Linked DNA regions of Camelus bactrianus: region 2 is linked to region 1. Evidence: chromatin contacts called from public Hi-C data. All regions are on one chromosome and are shown on one strand. The core of a region is the stretch at or near the end of the contact, and the rest is flanking DNA. Distances in the headings are between cores, read along the strand shown. Region 1 holds the start of MON1A (MON1 homolog A, secretory trafficking associated). Region 2 holds the start of AMIGO3 (adhesion molecule with Ig like domain 3).

What was found. A called contact is a pair of places that touch in the nucleus more often than the background predicts.
Region 2: a Hi-C map of liver shows a contact between it and region 1, with 6 times the contacts expected there. The contact joins the promoter of AMIGO3 here to the promoter of MON1A in region 1. A contact is called at or near these places in 2 of 2 Hi-C or Micro-C datasets (blood and liver).

Annotation. Positions count from the first base shown.
Region 1 is chr17:33,639,957-33,644,888 of ASM4877302v1, reverse strand. It overlaps MON1A (MON1 homolog A, secretory trafficking associated), which reads right to left and starts at 2,821. Exons shown (of 6, transcript XM_010969164.3): 1 at 2,549-2,821.
Region 2 is chr17:33,815,373-33,820,576 of ASM4877302v1, reverse strand. It overlaps AMIGO3 (adhesion molecule with Ig like domain 3), which reads right to left and starts at 1,280. Exons shown (of 1, transcript XM_010969172.3): 1 at 1-1,280. The coding sequence starts at 511. It overlaps GMPPB (GDP-mannose pyrophosphorylase B), which reads right to left and starts at 4,940. Exons shown (of 10, transcript XM_045505953.2): 1 at 4,616-4,940; 2 at 4,363-4,496; 3 at 4,158-4,238; 4 at 4,019-4,067; 5 at 3,740-3,882; 6 at 3,370-3,528; 7 at 3,208-3,286; 8 at 3,006-3,133; 9 at 2,740-2,922; 10 at 2,271-2,654. The coding sequence starts at 4,491. The coding sequence ends at 2,523. RNF123 (ring finger protein 123) reads left to right here. Exons shown (of 39, transcript XM_074344878.1): 36 at 1,279-1,421; 37 at 1,571-1,665; 38 at 1,791-1,876; 39 at 1,960-2,301. The coding sequence ends at 2,080. IP6K1 (inositol hexakisphosphate kinase 1) reads right to left here. Exons shown (of 7, transcript XM_074344886.1): 7 at 5,075-5,204.

The DNA.
Region 1 (4,932 bases), core at 1,572-4,071:
CAGTCTTCTAACCAGTTTACTGACCTCTGCCCTTGTCCCTGTGCAGTCTATCCCCTTCTCACAGCACTCAAAGTGATCCACTTGAAACAGAAGCCAGGTCATGTAATTCCTCTGCTCACAATTCTGTAATGGTCCCACCTCACCCAGAGAGAAAGCCAATTTCCTCACAGTGATGCACAAGAACCACTCTATCTACACCCCCTCCCATTAATTCTTTGACCTCATCTCCTGCCCTTTACCCGACTTGCTTTGTGTCAGCCCAGCCGCACTGACCTCATGGCTTTCCTTAAGTGCATTGTAAATGTGAATCCTGAGTACTCCTTCACTTCAGAACCTTGTTCTTGCTGAACTTTCTGCCTGGACCACATCTCCCTGCTTTTTCCGCTGCCCCCCCCCACCTCACCTATTCCATTGCTTGGGCAAATATCTACATGACCCACTCTGTCACTTCCTTCAGGTTGCTGCTCAAGTGTGACCTTAGAAATATCCTGGATTCTTATCCCCCTTGCTCTACTTTATTTTTCTACACTGAGGGTCACCCTGTGACCTGCCACAAATTTCAAAATGTCAGCAGGAGTATATAATTTTGTAAGGGAGAAGGTGAAAAATCCTCAAAGAACACCCAGCTCCAGTGTAGCCTGGGGAGACTCCTGCTTGTGGGGAAGATTTGTCCTTGGTTGTAGTCAAGTGCTCAATAACAATGGCTCTGGAGTCAGAGGGACCTGGATTAACCTGGCTTGGTTTTATGAGTCTCAGCTTTCTTACCTATAAAATGAAGATAATGATAGCACCATTCATTGGGTTGTGGGAGGATTAAATGACAGAATCCATGTAATTTGGTTACCCTGGCACAGAGTAGGCATTTGTACACTCAGCTGTCTTTAGCATATTGTGATTATTCTTATTCAGCATTCAGATCGTGTGTATCTGCATTTACACACAGACCCAGTGGTCTCTGCCATGTAAATCTTTCTTTTGAGAGTTTGCTCCCCCTGAGCCAGGCCCAGAATGAACTGGCTTGGGAAAACGTGTTTCTGACCTCATGAAGCAAGGTGGGTTGTGGCCTGAAATGACCCTTCTGTGACTTTGGGCCCAAAAGATGTCTATTGGCCTAGGGCTAGGAGTTCCCCCAGGCTAACTGGCTATTCATCCTGAAGTTGCAGGAACAGACTATTAGTTCTCTGCTGCTCCTAGAAGTGTCTGCCAAGTTGAACTCCTTAGTCTGTCACATGCACCTGCTCTGTGTCCTTGCACCTCTGGCTCAAAGACTCAAACAAGGTCTATAGCAGCTTATGGGATGCTCTGAGGGCCCATTACTCACTGATCCCTCAGGTAACTAAGCCAGCATGTCTGAGTATTACCCAGCATGGTACCTGCAAAGAGTGAGGGCAGGCTAAGCTGGCTGAGGCTGGTGGACCCTTCCTTCTTAACAGTTCCCCTGCCACCTGAGATCATGCAGCACCTCAGTAACTCCAAGGCCAATCTGGGGATCCAGCCAAAAGCTCTGAAGAAGCAAACAGTTCTCTGGACACTTACACTGGAAACTAGGCAGGGAGGGTGAAAGACTCATCGCAAAACCTACCTAGTAGCCACTGAAGCCTTAACTTGTGTGGCCGAAGCTTTTGGGGGGCTGAATCTGAAGCAGTCAAACAAGAGAAGTCTCTTAGAACCAGATACTCCCTTTGGGCCCCTTCTCAGGCAGCCTCTCTAGAAGACCACAGGGCTTGCTAATTTCCCTAGAAGTGCTCTGCTGTGCCTTTGAGCGATGTTACCAAACAAGTTAGCTCAATCAGCCCTTCTACTGTGCCTCCCTCCTCTAGGTGCCTGGCCTGAAGGAAGGGAGGGCCTTGCAAGAGCCCCTCCCAACTGGCTCTCTACTATTCCAGCTCCCTCTTCCTGCTTACACAGTGCTCCATCCTGCCTTGATCCTTTGAGGAGTGGTCCACCTGGGAGGATAGTGCCAGGATGCATGGAGGTGTGGCAGACAGGGTCCACGTGAGGCTGCGCTGTAGCTGCTTCAGCAGGATGCCTACCCTGCTGAGAGTATGGCCTGGTACTTGTCACTGCTGGTGGCCACTCCCCTCTCTGACAAAGGCTGCTTACCCTCCCCCAGCAAACTCCAGCTCAGAGTGGCTCACCTGGTATAAGCGGCAGCTCGGTTATCTGAGCCAGGACACCCTTGAGAGCAAAGTTCCAAGCCCCAAGACACTTTCAGGAGCTGCCTTGCTCACCCCACAGTCAACCACTGCAAATGTTTGAGAGCCCTCTGCTTGCAGAAAGTGTGCGTTGGGGGGTGGGGCAGTACTACCTGGCCACTGCCCCTACAGGACTTTGCCCTCTCAGCCAAAGGAAGAGTTCCAGGCCTCGCCTTTTGTATTCCCCAGCTGGGGACCAACCGTCTAAGTGACCCCAGAGAGACCTAGTCCTCCTACCGCAAATGGCAGCATAGACGGCAGAGGCTCCCAGTCTTCAAGCCCCTCCCTCCAAAGATGACAGCTCTCCAGTCTCTAGGTGCCCCCAGGCCACGTGAGTTGGTAGTCGGACTCACCTGTTTCTCTGGGAGGAGGGGGCAGGACGCACAGAGATTGCCGGTCACTGCCTTCTGCCGGACCCCCGGGAGGGCACGGGTGTCCGGCCGGGCCTGGAGTGAGGGCTCAGGTTCGCGAGACCACGATCCCCTGCGGACGCAGACATGGCCACAGCGCTGACCACCGCCCGTCGTCCGGCTGCCGGCTCAGGAAGACAGCCCTCGCCGGCCTCTCGCGGCAGAGGCCCGGCTACGGTCTCTGGGCCTGGCCCTGCCCGCCCCCAGGGTGCATTATGGGAGATGTAGTTCGCAGTGCACGGCCGCCGCGAGGCGGGGCCGGGCGCCCGGTCCTGGCAGAGCCCTGGGCGGGACCTGACCCGGGTCGGGATGGCCTCGGCCGGCACTTCCTTCTCCAGCGTCCCGGCCAAGCCCAGGCACCTCCCCAAACCCAAAGCCCGGGGTGGACCGCAGGCCCAGAAACCCCGGCCCCTCCGCCCTACCCAACAAGAGGTTTATTTCAATGGAAAGAAAGAGACGTTAAGGTTGTTTCCTCCACTGACTGTGGAAGGACATTGCAAGTTTGTGGGCTGGATAAATGTCACTAGTGGGCTTGGCCACATTGGCTAAAAGGGTGTAGACACACCTATTATTGCTTAAAAAAATTCCTTTTAGCCATTACGTTTTAATATATCAGTATGAGGCACTAGAACGGTAGTTCTCGACTCTGCCCTGGGAACTTAAAAAAAAAAATACACACACACACACACAAATGCCTGGATACGACTCCTAGAGATTTTGATTTAATTGGATTGGGATGGGACTCAGGCCTCATTATCTTTTTAAAAACTTCCCAGGTGATTTGCCAGGGCAAGGATACCTCTCCTATGGTAATTTGTAATTTCCTAGATGCAAAGTGATAAAAACAACAGGAAAACATAAAGCTTTCCGAAACAATTTTATTTTTGGAGAACAGTTTAAAGAAGTAAAATTAGGGATTAACAACAATACTGCTCATGCCATCTCTGAAGCAATCAGATCACTTTATAGCCTCACAGTTAATTCACCCAACAGTTCAGAGATGAAGGAAAAAGTCTGAAATCACTCCTTTGATTCTCCCTGCTGTTCCAAGCACCCCAATGCAGTGTCCTGTTTCCGTCTCAGTCCTACACTGGAATTGGGAGAGAGCTCTGCCCCTCAGCTTTTCTCGTAGTCTCAGACAGCTGTCACTTGGAGCTTACCTCCACAACACTGGCTTGTGACTGACATGGTGACAAAGCTGTGGCCTTTTACCAGAGATGGCTTTGCACAGGCTATTAGACCCTTGCACATAATTTAAGGGCAGCTTTCTCCTCCCTTTTAGGTAAGAACCTGTGAGAAAATGCCCAATTCCTTACCCATCTGTTCTCCTGGAGAGGAGAGAGGGGGAGAGGAGTCTCTGGGTCTTCCCAGGTCATTCATTTTCTCTCCTCACTAGATCAGAAGGACAGGCTCCCTCCCTTAGAATAAATATCATTTACACGGTTTTGCTCTCATTAATCCTGCCATATTACATTATAAGAGTTTAAGCCAAGAAGCTCTCATATTCCCTGGCTGGTACAGAAATAACCTGGCTATATTCCATTAACCAGAAGTTGCACCCCACAGAATTGATCCCCATAAAAGACATTTAAACTTTTCTAACATACCTAACCAATCTCCATAGTCTTCATGTGACCTCAGGGCTTCTTTGAGTCTCACTTTTGCTTTTAAGCACATGAGCTTCACCAAATAGCACCACACTCATTTGGAAGTATTGCATCTCTTTAGCCAAAAGAGTGGCCATACACCCCAGGTGCTTTGGGCTAAGACTTGAGCCTAGGACATTCTCACAGAGCAAACCGTTGTGGATACTTACTAAAACATTTTACAGTTGTTGTTTAAAACTCTGTTTTAATCCACCTGTTGACCTGTATTTATATATTTGAATATTGGGATAACCCCTTTTTTTTTTAACTTTTTGTTTGTTTGGATTTTTTTTTTGTTTGGGGGTAATTAGGTTTATTTATTTATTAAGTGGAGGTACTGGGGATTGAACCCAGGACCTCATGCATGCTAAGCATGGCTCTACCACTGAGCTATACCTTCTCCCCAAGACAACCCTTCTGAAAGGTCACTTTTTGCTGACAGAACTACCAAGAAATATAACTTGGTCTTTTGGAATAATAATAAATGTCAATCCTGTGATGGCTCTACTGCCCTATATGATGATCCTTCAAGCCTCAGGCTTTGCCACAAACCACAGGCTACCCTGCACCTCCAGGTCAGGGGCTCCTCAAAACCACAGTTTTCTGTTTTGTCTAGGCCTATGATTTTCATGAACCCAGCATAGCATGTCATCTTCACAACAGCAGTGGTGAGGTCTAGCT
Region 2 (5,204 bases), core at 31-2,530, 180 kb before region 1:
ATGCGAGTTGGTTGCAGCCCAGATAGAGACGACTGAGCGCACGCAGGCCGTGGAAGGCATGCTCGTCCAAGTGTGCCAGGTGGTTATTGAACAGCAGCAGCATCTCCAGTGCCCCTAGCCCATCGAGGTCGTGGCGGCCAAGAGCCCGCAGGGCATTAGATGATAAATCAAGCAGCCGGAGGCCGCTGGCATTGTTGAAGACTCCACGACCGAGCACGTTCAGCTCATTGTGATTTAAACGCAGGGCACGCAGCCGGGAGAGGGGCGCCAACCAGCCAGGGCGCAGGTGCTGGAGCGCATTGTGGCTTAGGTCGAGGTCTGCAGCCGTGACTGGTAATGCAACCGGCACATCCTGCAGCCCCAGGCCGGTGCAGCTCAGCAGGTCGGCAGTGCAGACACATTTGTAGGGGCAATTATGGGGCCCAGGGGGCAAGAAGCCCTCGGAGTCCGGGATGCCTAACCCGATGCGCAGCATGCACAGCAGTGTGCCCTGCAGCACTAGCCGGGCCATGGCTGCCACTACCAGGGGTGGGACAAGGCAGCTCCGCTTAGGACGCAGATCTGAGACTCACCCACTTCTCTGGCTCGACGTGCTGGGCGCTAAATGACTGATGGCTGGAGAGGCAGGGTGCGGGCTCCGCCCCACGAGGCCGGCTGCTCCCGCTCCCTGGTTCCAGGTTTGTAGTTGCGAGCTAAGGCCACGCTCTGCTCAGTATTTCCTCCTCCGCTTTTCCCAGCTCTCTCCGAGCGCCCTCCTGAAGGCTCAGCTTCTAAATACTTTCTGGGAGGCGATTGCTCAGGAGGCGGGGCCTCAGGCTCCCATTGGCTCTCACTGAGGGGGCGGGGCAGCCACGCCCCCTGGCGATCACTGACCCCGCGTGGCCGCCAGAGGGGGCACGAGTCTGTCCCCCAACGCCTCAGCCTGCACTTGGCCTGCAGCTTTCCAGAGCACTCATCTCCCAGAAGAGAAGGGGAAACCTGGGAAGCATAGTTTTAAGCTGCTAATGTGTTTTCTTTGAGGAGTTATATATTAGGGGGATAGGTGGAATATCACAATTTACCCTGAGCCTCCTTAAAACTGGTACCTTGGCTATGTGGGTCTTATGGGGATTTTGGACTTAGTTGAGGGGGACTGCTGAGAAGTCTAGGGATGGGGTGAAGTGAAGGGGTCAATAATGCAAGTGGGTTGGATTGTCACACCACCCCACCTCTTCAATAGACATTGATTTCAAGACAGGCGCAGCCTTCTGACTACCCTTGGCACCCTCTCCCACTTAGGAGAGAGCGATCCACATCAGTGCTCCTGGCTGATCCCTGCTTCCAGCTCCGCTCTATATGCTATCTCCTGGGGCAGCCAGAGCCTCCGGCCCCTGGCACTGCCCTGCCTGCCCCTGACCGGAAGCGCTTCTCCCTACAGAGCTGTGAGTGGGCTGGGGGTGGGTCAGGGGAGAGAGGGATTTGGGGCTGGGCCAGGTCGGCAGTCTTAAGAACAAATTCCCAAGCTGGGAGTATTCAAGAGGCACTGGGTTCTCAGGCCACATTTGGCCTGATACCTCCTACCACTCCCCAGACACAGATTACATTAGTGTGGAGGAGCTGGCCCTAGTGGAACAGATGCTGGCACACCTGACCTCTGCATCTGCCCAGGCAGCAGCTGCCTCCCTGGTGAGTGAAGCCACAGCATGTGGGTCCACACCACCCAAATACTTATCAGCACAATTGTGTGCACAGTATATGTCGATTTGTCTGGGCATCCAACTCCAGCCCACCCTGTACTCTGCTCCCTGCAGCCCACCAGTGAGGAAGATCTCTGCCCCATCTGCTATGCTCACCCCATTTCTGCTGTGTTCCAGCCTTGTGGCCACAAGTCTTGCAAGTAAGTGGGCCCCACAGGCACAGGAGGTTGGGCAGGGAACAGCAGGGACACACAGGCCGCCCACATGCCATCCCCTGTTGTAGAGCCTGCATCAACCAGCACCTGATGAACAACAAGGATTGCTTTTTCTGCAAAGCCACCATCGTGTCCGTAGAGGACTGGGAGAAAGCAGCCAACACAAGTGCCACTTCCTCGGCTGCCTAGGCCTGCCTGGCCCTCACAGCAGGAGTCCCCACCCTTGAACCCAAACCCAGGCTGGGCCCTATTTATGAGCTCCCCTTGCCCTGTCCTCCACCCACCAGCCCCACATCCAACCTCCTTGCCTGTGTGTAACTTCGTTGGCGGGAGCCCAGCCATGCCCTAATTGTGCCTGAGCTCGACTTTCAGTCAGGGCCACAGTGAGCATTAAATTATTATTACATACAGTCCTGCCTTGGCCCTCCTTGAGGGAGTGGGCTTTGTGGGGTGTGCCCAACAAGGATCCTGCCAGAGTATGTCCACTGCAGGAGGCAGGTGTACAACAGTTTCATCCTCATCCAGTCCTCCCCAGCCAAATGGCAATGAGTCCAGGGCCTTCTGATGGGTCGAGCCAGTGCTCCCCTTGCCAGGAGGGAAATGGGAGCTCAGCTAGCCCCAAGGCATCCCCTCACATGATGATGCGAGGCTCCGGCACTGACTCGCCAATAGACTTGTGGGGCAGCACACTGGCCCCGTTGAGGTAGAGCTCGTCGTTAACTATGACGTCCTCGCCCAGCACGGTCACGTTCTCCATACGCACCTCGGGGGGGGAGGGGGCAGGCCTTGTCAGTGAGGCAGGGGCATTCCCTGCCACTCTCCCCACCTGGCCCAGCCCAGAGGCTTACCCACTGGCCCACACGGCAGCGCCAGCCTACGATGCAGGACTCTAGCCAGGAGTGGGAACGGATGTGGGCATCTCGCAGCACTGTGCACCGCCGGATACACACGCCATCCTCCACCACCACACCAGGACCCAGGCTCACGTTGGGGCCGATGCTGCAGTTCTTGCCAATGCGGGCACTGGGGTCCTGAGAACAGTGGGGAAAACAAAAGTGGGCCATTTGTTCCCCAAGACTGAAGGGGTTGATGATGGGCTGGGCATGGGCCTCACCACCAGCACGTTGCCCACTATGCCAGGGCCTGAGCACAGTTGCTCAGGCTGCTTCTGTCGCAGTGACTGTAGGAAGAGGCACATGCCAGTGAGGAAATCCTTGGGCTGCCCAATGTCCATCCAGAAGCCTGTAGGGAGAGAATGCATCAGGGGGCTCAGGCCAGCCACAGACCACCCCCACCCTGTGGCCTCCCTGCCTCACCCTGCAACTCCATGGCATAGAGCTGCCCCTCCTTGGCCATGACGGGGAAGATCTCCTTCTCAATGGACGTAGGCTGCAGCTGTGGGAGTGGGCAGCTCATGAGCAAGGTCGTGGCAGTGGTGGCCTGCCCTGCCCGAGCCCACTCAGCTGGCTTCTACACACCTGGATGCGGCGCAGCACTGCAGGGCTCAGGATGTACATTCCTGCATTGATCTTGTTGGACACAAACACCTGCGGCTTCTCCACGAACCGGTGAATTCGGCCTGTGTCAGCCTCACACACCACCACACCGTACTTAGAGGGTTCTTCCACTTTGGTCACCTGAGTGCGGGGGGACCTCAAGCCTAGCCCAGTGTTCCTGAGTCTTGATATACATGCTGTCTTAAATCTCAGGGGCTGTGCCCCAAGAGCTTACAGGCACATATACTGCTCATCTCTGCAGCCACAACATCACGGGAGCAGTTCAGGGCTAGGAGTGAGAGGCTGGGCATGGAGGGCAGGAATATCGGAGAGGAAAGACTCGCTCCCTTACCACAATAGAGCCCTCCTGGCCATGGTGCCGGTGGAACTGCATCATGGCTTGGAAGGGAAAGTCGCAGATCACGTCACTGTTGAGGACGAAGAAAGGGTCTGCAGTCTCAGAGAGCAGGTCACGGGCCAGTGCCAGGGGCCCAGCTGGGGGAGGGGGGCGGGTCACCATCATTTTGGGATCTGAGGTCCTGAATCAGGCTTGGCAGGCCTCATCCAGGTTGAGTCTTGCCCCTTCCCTGACTCTTAAGCCCTCCCCAAGGGACCTTCCTATCCTACTGACCTGTTCCCAAAGGCTCCTCTTCATGGGACATGGAGATTCGGATTCCTAGCTGGAAGGGAGAAGGCCCCAGTCAGGTTTCCTCCCACCAAGGTGGGAAGCTGAGTGGGGACCAAGGGAGAGAACCTAAAGTGTGACTCACCCTTTGCTCCTGAGCCTTCATTTCTTTCTCCAGCACCTGAGACATATAACTCACAGCCAAAATCACGTGGTCCACGCCTGCCTGTGGGACAGAAAAGCGCCGGCCACAAGGCAGGCTCAGCCGAAGGCACAGGCATCCCGGACCCCTAGTCTCTGGCCGTCCCTCATCCCCCAGGTCCTACCAAGGCCCCAGCCCCGGGCCTTACCGCGGCCAGCGCCTCCACTTGGTGCAGTAAGATGGGCTTATTGCAGAAATCCACCAGCGGCTTCGGGATGCTTAGCGTCAGCGGCCGCAGGCGCGTCCCATAGCCGCCCACCAAGATCAGTGCCTTCATTGCGCCTGCAGGCGGCCGGAGAGTAAGTCCCGGGCTCCGAGGTGTCCGCGGCCCGCCTGGCTGACCCCTGCCGCACACTCCCGCCGCCGTGCCCAGCCCTGTGCCCTTCACCCACCAAACTGACCGACTCGGGTTCTACCCTGTTCGCTCACTCCGCGCTGACGACGGAGCTGGAGCCAGGGCCACCGCGAACCAGGACGCGAGACGCCAGACGGAGAGTGGCGGGCCCGGAACTAGGGCCTGACCCGTGCGGGCAGTGACGTGAGCCAGGGCGGGCCAATCAGCCGCCGCGTACGTGGCACGGCCGTCGGCGTCGGAACGCCGGGGCGCGGCGCTCAGGCAGACGCAGCCAATGAGAACTGAGCGCGCCGGGCTGCCATGGGGACCGAGACCCGGACCCGCGGGTCAGCCGGCCATTGGCGGATCCAAAGGCGGAGCTGGCGCCAAGGGCGAGGCTTCCTTCCCTCCCTTGCCAGGGTCGGCTGTGCCCCAGCCGCTTCCGGCCCCGCCCCGCCAGGAGAAAGGCTCGGACTACGCCTGTCTTCTGGAGGCCACGGGGTTTTCTCAAAAACAGGGACATGCCTCAGTTTCTAGCGGCTTTATTTTGACAGACACGACCTCAGACACAAGCGGGGCGGGCAGCGCTAGGTGTACAGAAAGGGACGGGCTCGGCCCAGGGCTGGAGCACCCCCTGCCCCGCACTCAAGGTCCCG